3 separate regions of the Mus musculus genome follow, and regions 2 and 3 are each linked to region 1. The links are chromatin contacts, called in public HiCAR-type and HiChIP or PLAC-seq maps. All regions are on one chromosome and are shown on one strand. The core of a region is the stretch at or near the end of the contact, and the rest is flanking DNA. Distances in the headings are between cores, read along the strand shown.

Region 1 (3,914 bases), core at 459-2,958:
TTAGCAGAAGCCAGAGGCTTCAAATCATACCAGACTCATTGCAATGAACATTTGCAAGTAAAGACATTTGGACAAAACTGTATACTGTATGATACCATGACACACTGCAGCTTCATTAGTGAAATGAGTTTGTTTGTTTCTTCTTTCCTTTCTTTTAATTTATTTTTATTTTTTTGTTTTCTTTTCTGAGGAGGTTGCAAGGACTGAGGGCAGATACAAACGGAGGGGAAAGGAGTGGGATTAGAGTGTGTAATATGAATCAAAAAACGTTAGACAAAAGTTGCAACTGGCAAGCTTTGTATTGCTAGTGAAATTTCAAACATTGTCAAATACTATTTTTTTTAATAAATAAACATATTGAGGGTGTTAAAATAACTGTCAGCAACATGCAATTCAGTTTCATCAAAGCAAACCCAGTTGTCCTGCGATATACAGCCTAGGTTCACATTTGCAGATGACATTGCCTGGTATAATAGAGAAAGCTTAGCAAACCCAGATGTGAGTTTGCAGTTTATCACTGATTGCTTACTGTCTTTGGTTGAGTACCCTTCTGTGTGCTTCAGTACTTTCCCAGAAGGCAAGAAAGATACCTGACTGAGTGGGCCATTGGTAAGGATGCAGCTTTAGAAGAACCAGCCTAAAACAGAGCCTGATACACAGGGACTTAATGGTAAGCCTCCATGTTACTTATCACCTGAGCACAAGACTCTCATGACAGTGACAGGTACAAGGACCCTTTAACACGATAAATACTGAAGGAACAGCTGTGGTATTAGATATAGAGAGTTTGCCTAGTACTCATTTAGTCCTGGGCCCTACTATCAGCACTATATATGCCCCCTTTTAGTGGCTCAGGGCTGTAATCCCAGCCTTGACAGGTGGAGGCAGGAAGATTAGAAGTTCAATGTCATCTTTAGCTAGATGGTAAATTTGAGGTCAGCCTGATCTAAATGAGAACTTGTTGCTTTTTTTTTTTTTTTAAAGAAAGTAATAAAAGGCCTACAAGGAACTGGCAGAAGCAGGGAACTGTATGATGCCACCAGGGAGGTCTCAGACCATCCGGCCCACTACACCAGTCACAACGCATGGACAAGTGAGTGCAAGACGTTTTGAGGCCTGCAATGTGGCTAGTAGGTGAAAGTTGGATGATCTGAGGTCAGCATCTGGAACTCTCCCGTGGAAAGGAGAAATGACCCCCTACAAGTTGCCCTCTGATCTCCACACAGATGCCATGCTCACACATGTGAGCCCACTCGTGCCTGTGCACACATGCACGCATGCACACACAGTCACTCACGCTTTCATGTACACTAATAAATAAAATTTATTTTTTTAAAAAGTAAAGTTTTTAAAGTGAGCAATTTGCGTGGAAGCAAAAATAATAGGCGAAAAATGTGCTTAACCAATAAAAAATAATTTTGCCCACTTTATCCAGAATTAGCCTAGTGGTGTCTGTTACCCCTAGCCCCTTGCGAGCTCAGGAAAGGGCAGATTTCTCAGTGGTTGCAGAAATGTCAGTGTCGAACGCTTCCCCTCGCCTCCTGTATTGCAAACCTTTTCTCTCTATTGCCTCATTCCCCACGCACCTCTTATGGGCAGTTTGCCTAAGATTTTCTTCCCGTTCTCCCTGTGTGGCCACGTGGCTAGGCTGACATAAGCTTGTCGGGGTGGAGTATATGCGTGCCAGGATGCAGGCAGGCAGTCATGTGACCTGGCCCCAGCAGCTTTGAATCTACCACGTCTGAGATTTCCATGACGCACCTGCTGCCGTCACACCCCCTCCCTTGTAAATAAATAGTCAAATCTTTTCTGAAAGTGACTTTGACAAAGAGCAGCTTAAATCCGCCGAATTGTGGGCGAATGACCTGTTATCTAGGAGTAAAACAACTGCGGATAATCACCTCCTTCGCCCCCATCCCCACCCCTGCCCCCGTGTCCTTTGCGCTTCTGCTGACCACTTCTGCTGAGACAAAAGGACAGGATCTTTAGAGATCGCTCTGGCTTGATTAGCATGCTGATCTAGGAGGCAGGTTTCTGGGTTCTCACCCAACTTTTTGGCTGCTATTCAGAGGATTTAACAGCGCTCTTTGTCAATAGTATAGTGTACAAAGCCCATCTAAAAATAGAACATTTCCAGGGTCTGGATCGCGTGCGTAGCTTGAGTGGCAAAGGCTGTGTTGTACAAGACAGATTACAGGCAAGTTACTCCCCGGTACTTTATATGCAGGGCTGTTCACACGCTTCGTTTTCGTCTGGTTGGGTTAAATAATGCAAACACATTTACCAGTGTACATGGTTGTTTATTTGTGCTCTGGAGAGTGTGTGTGTGTGTTTATGATGGAGAGATCTACATGTTCTGCTCTGTGAAAATCAAACAAAGCTGTCCCCAATGAGGTCAGTGGTGGAGTTAAGCAGTGTGGCCCACACTCCTGAGAGCCACTGACTGACACCCGGTGGTTGTTAAAGGCAGGTCCTGCTGTGCTTGCTGCCCTAGAGGATTTTTGCAGGGTGTGGGAGTCAAATAGAGGCTCTGACAACCAGTGGGTCCCCTGGATCTAGATGGAGCCTCTGTGATCCTCGTGTGGGAAAGTTCTGCATGATGGAGAGTTTCTCACCCTGTGACAGGTGGCTTGCTCTTCCCCTCCCTCACTCCTTAGACTGGGTGGGCTTGCCCCACCCCCATGCTGAGGTGGTTGTCCTTGGTGAGTGTGGAAGCAAGAATCACTGAGATTCAGAGAAGCCAACAGAGGGAGGCACTCACAGGAACATAAAACCAGAAAATTATTTTCTGAACCAAAGACGCTGGGAACGGGTGTTTGAGAGCCCAAACGACACCTTCTTCTGTTTTGATCTATAACTGGAGGGTGTTCCTGTATCTTGGGGAGAGAGGAATTTTTGCATGCCAAAACACAATGCAATGATCTTTTACATAAATAACCTTTAACGCACTTGGAGAGTCACCCTCGGTGAAGGCTCGGTCTTTCTGGCAGGTGGACTTCCTTCTAGGATACGGAAACTCAGAACAGGGACAGTTCTTGGAGGAGCTGGGCCAGGAAATACGATATAGAAGATTTAAAAAACCCAGCCTGTCATTTTGGCAAACTCTTCTCCTACCCAGATTTTATGGCTTTAAATTGATACACGTTGGGTGAATTGGGTCTGACAGTCTAGCGGCAGTCCATATTGATTCCCCTCTCTCCCTTGCTTCTGTGGGGTGACTTTGGAAGAGTCATGTGAAGTTACTGCTTCCCCACCCCAACCCTGCATACAATCCTTATCTATGGAACCGGGAGAAGAGCCGAAGCAAAGCATTTGGTACTTGGTAATAGAGTCACTGTAATCACCATTGGTCCCCGCAGCCTTACTTGTTGATCTCTCTCAAAATAGGGGTCTTGATTGTTGACACTGAGTGTCATCTGGAGAGGACAGGGGAGTCAAGCCTCTCCTCACACCTGTGAGGGATTATCTAGGATTAAGTTAACTAAGGTGGGAGACCCTCCTTAACCACGGGAGGGTCGAACCATTTTAAAGGTGAAGGTAATGAATTTTATAGGTGGAAGAGTAAGGAGAAGCTTCATTCTACCAGTCACCTCTCTCTGCTTCCTGAGGGTTGAAGCAGTGTGACTCGACTTGCCAGCCTCCTCTCCAGCCAAGATGAAGGATAACCTGTTCAACTGTGAGCCAGAATAAAACCCTTCTTTCTTTAAGTTGCTTCTTGCCAGGTATTTTGTTATAGCCACAAAAGAGTAGCTAATGCAGGCGTCATCTCATACACTGAATCCTAAATATTTCATTTATAATAATTGTATTTAAATGCAAGTACAGGAGTCTTGTGCCGTGCTGCATGGGTGGAGGTCAGAGGATGGCTTTCAGGAGTCGGTTACCTCGTCCCACCGTGGATTCTGGGCATTGAA
Region 2 (3,914 bases), core at 981-3,480, 210 kb before region 1:
AGTGGGTAGTATGCATGTGTAAGCTTACTAATGGTGGGTTGAAGCCAGGCACCGACTCTCATTTATAATCCCAACAGTGTGTAACCCGAGGCAGGAGGATCACCATGAGTTCAAAGACAGCTCGGGCTACTTAGAGACCTCCAGGCCAGCCTGGTCTGCAAGTGAAACCTTGTTTTAAAACCAACCAAGAAGCTGCATTGTGGTGGCATATGTCTTTAATCCCAGCACTTGAGAGGTAGGTCGATCTCTGTGAGTTGACGGCCAGACTGGTCATAGAGTATGTTCCAGAACAGCCAGGGCTACATAGAGAAAACCGTCCTGAAAAATCAAATCAAATCAAACAAAACCAATCAAGCAAACAATAATCAAACAAGGGCAAGGAGATTTTATTTTAGTTTTAAATTTTAGTTTTATCTTTTAAATTATTTTTATTTATGTGTATGTGTACATCTGGGTGAATGAATGCCACATGTGTTTGGAGGGAGGACAGCAAAAGGTCTCAGATTCCCTGGAGCTACAGTTACAAGGGGTTATGAGCCCCCCCCATTTGTGGTTTCCAGATTTTATAGACAAGAATCTACATAAAATATATAAAGTACACAAAATTGTTTATATATATATATATATATATATATATATATATATATATATATATATATATATATATATATGACAGGAAAGTAGAAATAAAACTGTCTAGAAATCAAAGGAGACTAAATTGGGGGAAGGGAGGTAACGTGACTTGCAGGCAAACTCACTCAAAGTACCTTATATCTTTGTAGGAAAATGTCCTTGTTTAATCTCATACCTTGCACTATGAGTATACACCAAGCAACAAGCAAATAAAAGAACGTTGGTGTTTCAGAGACAGAAGCAGGCAGTGCAGGCCAGCTGCTCAAGCTTTGGGTTTGGAGGAGAGACCTGGCATGTATCAATGCTATTATTTGAAGGTCACCTTGGTGGCTCATCTATGGAACTGGTTTCTCACAAGACTATTTAAAGCACGTGTGAACCACTTGGAGAACACACTGAAAATTCCAAACAACTGTTGAAAGTGATCACGGGAGAGGTGGATCAATTTACAGCTAGGGCTGCTTATTCCTGATTTGTTCCATGGTAGCCAGGCAGGAAGATGGGATCTCACACAGGGCAGAAGGCGGCCACCGAGGAGGAAAAACACCCAGCCCCTTTCACTTTAACAATGTTGCCAGGAATTGCCAAACCCAGAAGGACAAATGGCAACATGTGGCTGTCAGCAGAAGTGTGGGGGTGGAACAGCCTCATTCAGATGAGTCATCAGATCTGTCCTATCTTGTCCAGGAGCTCCACCTGCAAATGATGGGGGGGGTGACATTGTGGAGAGGCGAAAACAGCAGGCCAAAGAGTTGGTCTTTCTTTTAGGAACAGGCGGCCCCTGGGCCACTCTGGGGTTTGTTCACTTGGAAGGTTCTCAGACTTTGGCGGTGTCAAACTGAAGGGAAAGGTGTGTTTACAAGGCCTTTCTAAAGCCTCATCCACAGAAAGGGAGAGTCAGTGGGTTCCTGGGATAGCCCTAGAATCTTCAAGCTCTGTGGCCGCTTCCAAAGTCTCTGCTTTGAAGACTCCATGTGGAGAAGGACAGCTCAGGGGAGGACACGCTGGGTAGAAAGAAATCCCTGGGGAAGGCAGCTGCCCTTCTCACTGGCCTTTCCCACAAAAGGCAGAGAAAAAACACAAAGGAGAAAACCACTTTTGCTTTCTTTTGTGCGGAAATATGGCCTACTAGCCTGTGTTATTGTTTCTCTGTCACTGTGTGGGGAGACTTCATTATTCCATTTGATGCAAGAGGAGCTGGTGAGAGGGTGGTTTCTTTCAGGGTACTGTGCGGTTTGGTGTAAGCATGAGTTACTGGCCAGCGTTACAGAGGTCCCTCAATTTGCTCCCTACCATCTGGGTATTGCTAAACACATCTGTTCCTTCTCCTGAAGGATGCTCCAGGGTTGCCACACGATTTAAACTGTGCAGAGAGACAGGCTCCATTTGTCCACATCTCCGGTTTACAGAGATGGCTCTGAAGAGCCTAGCTTGCCATTACTGGCATTCATTCAGAGCCTGGGGTTTTTAACTCTGAATTTTGATTTGGGCATTTGCCTGGGGTGTTAGTCTGCCAGGCCCTTCCCGGTCTGTTCTCTGCTGTTTTACTCCTAAAGATTTACAGCTAATGAAGGGATAAAGAAAGGTCATGGGGGAGAGGCTGCGGCATGTGGTGGTGACTCACTGGCTGGGTCTGGTGTGGAGCCAGTTTGGGTGGAATGCTTCAGGCTGTGCCTGCTTCCATGTGGCTCTCAGCCAGGTCCCTGCAGGAACTGGTTTCTTGCCTGTTCCTGGTCAGTGAGAAAGCTTGGCTGTTCTACCTGTCTCCTGCTGGGAGGAGCTCAGGTCAAAGCAATGAAACCTGTTGGCCATTTCTCAAAGAATCCAACAGTTGAGCTCTGGGAATCTCAGGAGTCAATGCATAGGCTAGTCTTGAGAGGGCTCAGGCTTAGAGACCAACCACAGTCACCATAGCTCACAGGGCACAGTAGCACAAGAGCTGAAGGGATCCAGGTGGGCAGCTAGGACCAGGCTCAGTCTCTGAGTCTTGGCACTGCTGATGTTTCAGGCTAGATGATCCTTTTCTCGTAAGGGGCTGTGTTGTACATCACAGGAAGCCAACAGCATGCCTGACCTCTTGCCCATTAGAGCATGGGAATCCCCTACCCCACCAACGTAACTAGGAAAATCACCTCTGACTGAGAACTACTGTGGTATGGCAGTTCCAGGCCCATGACTGGCTAAGGTTGGGAAGATCCATACACTGTGAAAATCTCCTGGGCACTAACCATGTGAAAAGCTCTCTGCTTGCATCCAGTGCCTCATTTATAAGCTACATTATATGTACATTATGCATTACAATGTATACTGTATATATTTTAACTATTGTATATATTATACACTATACTTTATAATGTATTACATTACAGCTGTGACATGAGGAAATCCCTTTTGCCCCATTGTAGGGATAAGAGGCCAGATGTTTGTTCACAAAGATAACTTGGAGCTTAAGGCCAAGCAGAAGTTGCCCATTCCTTTCTTGTTGCCTTCCATAATGGAGCTATCAGCAAGAAATATGGGTGAAAATTCAAGGTGCAAGACCCAAGCTGTTATTGTGGCTCAGAGATGCTGCCAGCTGAGTTGAATCCATTTCAGGGCTAGGTTCAAGCAAATAGCTTTAAACCCTGTGGGGACATTGAGGGACATAGACAAACTGCAAAGCAAGTAGAGGATCCAGCCAGATGTTCTGTGGCGGAGGAGAGGAGCCTGAGTTCCAGCTAGATGGTTCAAATAGAGAGCCTCTGTTAGGAGGTTGTCACAGGCAAGTCTTCATCCCTGCCCTTGATAGTTCCACCTGTGACCCCTGTCTTGTGACACTGGATAATTACTCAAGTCTGCCTTTTTTCAGTTCAAATATCACTCACCCAACCTCCATTTTCACTGTCAGGATCAAGGCTTCCTTTGCTGCTGGGGGTCTGGGAGCAAGTCTGGGCTGTGGGAAGGGCCAAGGAATGGCTGCATTACGGTCACTTATTGTACCCTAAGCCTTGTAGCATGGTGGAACCTAGTTTGAAGTCTAGTCCATGTACAACACCCGGAGTTTGGAAAAACTCATGACTCTTAATTCAGCACCAGTGGATGTCACTCACTCTGGGAAAAGTATGTCTAGCAATAATAGCATTGAGGGGGTACTGAGGGAAGGGGAAGGTTGGGGAGACCCCGTCTTAAAATAAAGTGCGCATGGAAGTGATATATATATACTTTTAAAACTAATTTAAAAAGAAATTAAACAAGAATTAAAAATTAAAAATATAATTCACTTTTTAAAAAGATTTTATTTT
Region 3 (3,914 bases), core at 1,002-3,501, 200 kb after region 1:
AAGCCTTGAGTGGTTTGACTTTTCACTGTTATGGTTTCTACTGCTGTTCAGGCATTAGTAAAAAATACCAGGGCAGGCACTGGGCAGCTGAGATTTGGCTTTGGGGATCTTAAAGATATGATTTTTGTTGTTGTTGTTGTTAGTAGAATCTGTTGAAAACTAAAATGAATTTGGGCAGAAGGAATCGAGGAGAGGTCAAAAAGGACTTGCGTGTCTGGCGTGTGTGGGAGGATGGCAGTTCCTGTGCCTGGGTTAGCTGCTCTGAGCACATCAACCCTGCTCCTTAGCTGATGTTTCGTGGGAGGCAAACTCGAGCCCTGTCTATTTTTCAAGGAGAGACACTCTTAAGGACATTTATGTTGCCACTGATCTCTGTCCCCAGAGCATTAATTTGAAGAAGGGGCCAAGGAAGGCAGATGACGTTTCATATCTTAACAAAATAAATAGATTGATTTTTATTAAAGAGAACTCCTCTCAGAAATGTCTGCAGCTGGGAAGACTAGTTTGTTTCTGTAACATCTGTTTGCTGAGTCAACCCGAATAGGAACACCCAGAGGAAGGCCGTTTGGCATCTTTTCAAAGTCCCGTATAAGTACTCTGCTGCAGCTCATTTCTCTTTAAGGTTCGAAGGCCTGGGTTAAGTGTAGTTTAAGGCAGACGCAGACTGCACCTCAGTCACCTGCTCCCGCTCTACTTCCCGCTCGGCTTCCTGCTGTGTGGAGAAACAGTGTGTCTTCATGAGAGTGGCCAGGTGTGTCTGCGTGTGTTCTGCCACCAGAGCTGATTGCTTTCACAGGCTTCTTGTAATTGAGGTTATTTATAAAGGTACAGATTAAGCATGGTGCATAGGCTTTCGGTGATTGGAATTGGCGGTGGTGAAGGGGCTGCGGTTGTACAGTAAAGGATTAGATTGTGGCTGGCACTGAAGTGCATCTTAAACGCTGAAGTGATGAGGGGGAAACCCAACTCCAGTCTCTACTCTGTGGTATGTGATGGCAGGGTCTGTTGAATGAGTTTAATTAAGCTTTTCAGCTGGCCTGGAGCACAAGCTCCTTGGTTGTCTGTGCAGCCTGGCATGCCCCAGGGATCCCTTGGCCTCACACAATACAGTTGCTTTTAAGGGACTGGCTTCAGCCTCCAAGAGGTACCTCTTTCTAGGGATTTGCTCAGTGAGATCAGACACGAGAAGTTAATCACTTTGCTCCTGCTGGCCAGAGGCTTGTATCTGGATCAAAGGCACTAAATTGTAGCCCTGTGCAGGCGGGGAGTGAGCAGGGTGTTCAGTGCATCTTGATGAGGCCTGGCCTCTGTGCTGACTTCCTTGGGGCCTAAAGGAAGGGAGCGTCTGCAGCAGGGAGACCTTTCTCCATCCTTCCTGAACTGGGCTCTTGTCTCTCCTTCTTTTCCTCTGGCGTGATCCCTAGATGCTACTTCCATGCTGCTTGTGTTTACCTTCCTGAGTTGGGACCTTTTCCCGCTGGGGGTTGCACTGAGGATTCACAGTCTTTTAAAACTGATCAGGAATGTGTGCACTGAGGACATTGCTATTCACAGTTTTTATAAAACTGCGTTCAAGTCGTGGAGAACTAAATTAAGGCCTCAGAGTATGCGCTGTACATAGAGTGCATTCGCTTGGGGATTGTGCCACCCTCCCCAACAGGAGCCAGTTGTACAGCCCTCCCCCTCCCCTGCTCTGAGATTTCAGTGCTGTGATTGTTTCAAGCAAGTTATAGTTTGCTCTCTGAAAGCTTTACCCTACATTGTGCCCTGACGTTCCTTCAAACCTGTTCATCTTTGTAAAGCTTTTCTGTCTCATTGAGTGTTTCTTTGTCATCATATGGGGTGGCCAGCAGTGGGGGCTCTTGTTGCCACCGCTCTGTAACTGTCTCCCTGTGTTGTTTGCAGTGCTCTGTGAAGAACTGCCGGACAGCCTTCCACGTGACTTGTGCTTTTGACCGTGGCCTGGAGATGAAGACCATATTGGCAGAGAATGATGAAGTCAAATTCAAGTCCTACTGCCCAAAGCACAGCTCACACAGGAAACCCGAGGAGGGCCTGGGTGAAGGAGCAGCCCAGGAGAATGGGGCCCCTGAGAGTTCTCCCCAGAGCCCTCTGGAGCCCTATGGTAGTCTGGAGCCGAATCGAGAGGAGGCCCACCGGGTGAGTGTTCGCAAGCAGAAGCTACAGCAGCTGGAGGATGAGTTCTACACCTTTGTCAACCTGCTGGATGTGGCCAGGGCGCTGCGGCTGCCTGAGGAAGTGGTGGATTTCCTGTACCAGTACTGGAAGTTGAAGAGGAAGATCAACTTCAACAAGCCCCTCATCACCCCAAAGAAAGACGAAGAGGACAATCTAGCCAAGCGGGAGCAGGATGTCTTGTTTAGGAGGCTGCAGCTGTTCACGCACCTGCGGCAGGACCTGGAGAGGGTAATGATTGACACCGACACCTTATAATGACTTAGAGAAGAAGATGTAAAGAGGCGGGCACTTGCCTAGAGATGATAGCCAGTCATTACTCTCAGATCCTTGTACACACTACAGCATGAGGTCATGTTGGTTAAACATATTTATGGGCTGGTAAACTCACTGCATTGTGCAAGACTGCCAGTGTGGGAGTTGCTTTGTGATTATTTCTCCTGTTAATCTTTACTGTTCTCCAAGATCAGATGGGGTGTATCTTCATCCCCTATTCCCTTGTCCTTATAGAGCTGGAGGGAATGGAGCACCAGGAACATGACCAAGGGCTTAACTCAGCAGTTTAGAGCCTGGTTTTGAGAACTGGGATGTATCTGAGTTATGGGGGATGGGGCAGCGGCAGGAATATTCCTTGTTTAACCTGGGGAGACATTTCCTAGGTGCTGATGAAGGGCTCGTTAGAGAGAGCCAAGCACTGCCTCCCATTGGCTCATCTTTGCTTCTAGGCTAATCCACAGGGGCATTCCCAGCTCTGTTGTGGAGAAGAACAGGCTGCAGGTGCTCATGTGTGTGCATGGACTTATATACACCTATTACAGAAGACAGTCTTGGCAGTGAGGTGCTAAGTCATCACAGAGGTTGTGCACATACAGAGTACGATTGTGTGTGGCGCGCATCCCTCTCTGGGTGATGTCTGCGTGTGGTGTGATTCCTGGTGCACAGGGCATTGGGTATGTCTGTGGAGCCCTTAGCAATCTCAGTACACTGCATACATAGACACACACGTGTTTATCACACTCCTGGGTTGCTGATTAAGTGGCTGTTGGCTGCCTGGAGCCTCAGCTGCTGGCACTCCCCTCAGCTGTTTGCTGCTTGGTGCCTCCCCCACTCTCCATTACCTCTGGAGTCCCCGGCTGGACCTTTTTTCCTGCTGCAGGAATAATTAGGAGTGGACTGTCCTCCCCAGGGTCTCCCACTCCCGTAGGTGGTTTTTGACCAAGGCTTGCTAATTGGGGATGCGTCTTGAGCACCTTCCATACCTACTCCCCTGACTGCTAGATACCTATTAAATTCATTAGTGTGGCAGAGATGGTATGCAAGTTGTCTGGCCTGAAGCAGCCTGTGCCGAAAGGCACCCAAGTGGCCTGAAACAGCTAATGCGTATCTCCCTCCAGCTCCTCACTTATTAGAGAGGAGTGATTCATCACCTGCTTGGCAACAGGATCTGACTCATAGGTGATTTGAGATGAGAGCGTAGGCAGGAGAGTGCAAATGTACTTGGCCAAAAGGATCAGTTCTCACAGAGGCTTGCACCACCGTGTTGGAGATGGTCATGCACGTATTTCTAAGTGCTCATTAGAGGCCCTTTTAGTTCATCATCTAATGCTGACTTCTTGAGATGTCCTTTTCTAGACCTTGTTAGGATTCCGGGTAAGGTGGTGGGTGCTAGTTAGGCTAAGGGGAGGTGGGAGCAGGTTGGTTAGGCTCCCACACAACCC

What was found. HiCAR-type assays count read pairs that join an accessible place to other places. HiChIP or PLAC-seq counts read pairs in DNA pulled down with a chosen protein or histone mark.
Region 2: a HiCAR-type map of astrocytes shows a contact between it and region 1, with 2.0 times the contacts expected there. The contact joins two enhancer-like sites. A contact is called at or near these places in 14 of 484 Hi-C or Micro-C datasets (the HL-1 cell line, the N1E-115 cell line, Sertoli cells and 11 more) and 7 of 115 datasets of contacts at active chromatin or transcription factors (Th17 cells, astrocytes, cardiomyocytes and 4 more).
Region 3: an H3K27ac HiChIP or PLAC-seq map of thymic regulatory T cells shows a contact between it and region 1, with 2.6 times the contacts expected there. The contact joins two enhancer-like sites. A contact is called at or near these places in 4 of 484 Hi-C or Micro-C datasets (B cells, the HL-1 cell line, liver and 1 more), 5 of 115 datasets of contacts at active chromatin or transcription factors (CD4 single positive thymocytes, embryonic stem cells, extraembryonic endoderm stem cells and 2 more) and 2 of 9 other capture datasets (adipose tissue and pancreatic islet).

The regions. Positions count from the first base shown.
Region 1 is chr3:41,406,938-41,410,851 of GRCm38.p6, forward strand. No RefSeq gene overlaps it. Among named protein-coding and RNA genes, the nearest start is that of Gm25487, 33 kb to the right of the region's middle. Within about 2 kb of position 1,709, at least 250 of the 459 cell types and tissues checked have an H3K27ac peak or open chromatin away from gene starts, as enhancers often do. A contact at or near this core is called in the N1E-115 cell line, astrocytes, brown adipocytes and 8 more, where this site is marked.
Region 2 is chr3:41,193,266-41,197,179 of GRCm38.p6, forward strand. No RefSeq gene overlaps it. Among named protein-coding and RNA genes, the nearest start is that of Gm40038, 22 kb to the left of the region's middle. Within about 2 kb of position 2,231, at least 162 of the 459 cell types and tissues checked have an H3K27ac peak or open chromatin away from gene starts, as enhancers often do. A contact at or near this core is called in the N1E-115 cell line, astrocytes, brown adipocytes and 6 more, where this site is marked.
Region 3 is chr3:41,602,565-41,606,478 of GRCm38.p6, forward strand. It overlaps Jade1 (jade family PHD finger 1), which reads left to right. Exons shown (of 11, transcript NM_001130184.1): 9 at 1,906-2,427. Among named protein-coding and RNA genes, the nearest start is that of Jade1, 49 kb to the left of the region's middle. Within about 2 kb of position 2,252, at least 80 of the 459 cell types and tissues checked have an H3K27ac peak or open chromatin away from gene starts, as enhancers often do. A contact at or near this core is called in muscle stem cells, pancreatic islet and thymic regulatory T cells, where this site is marked.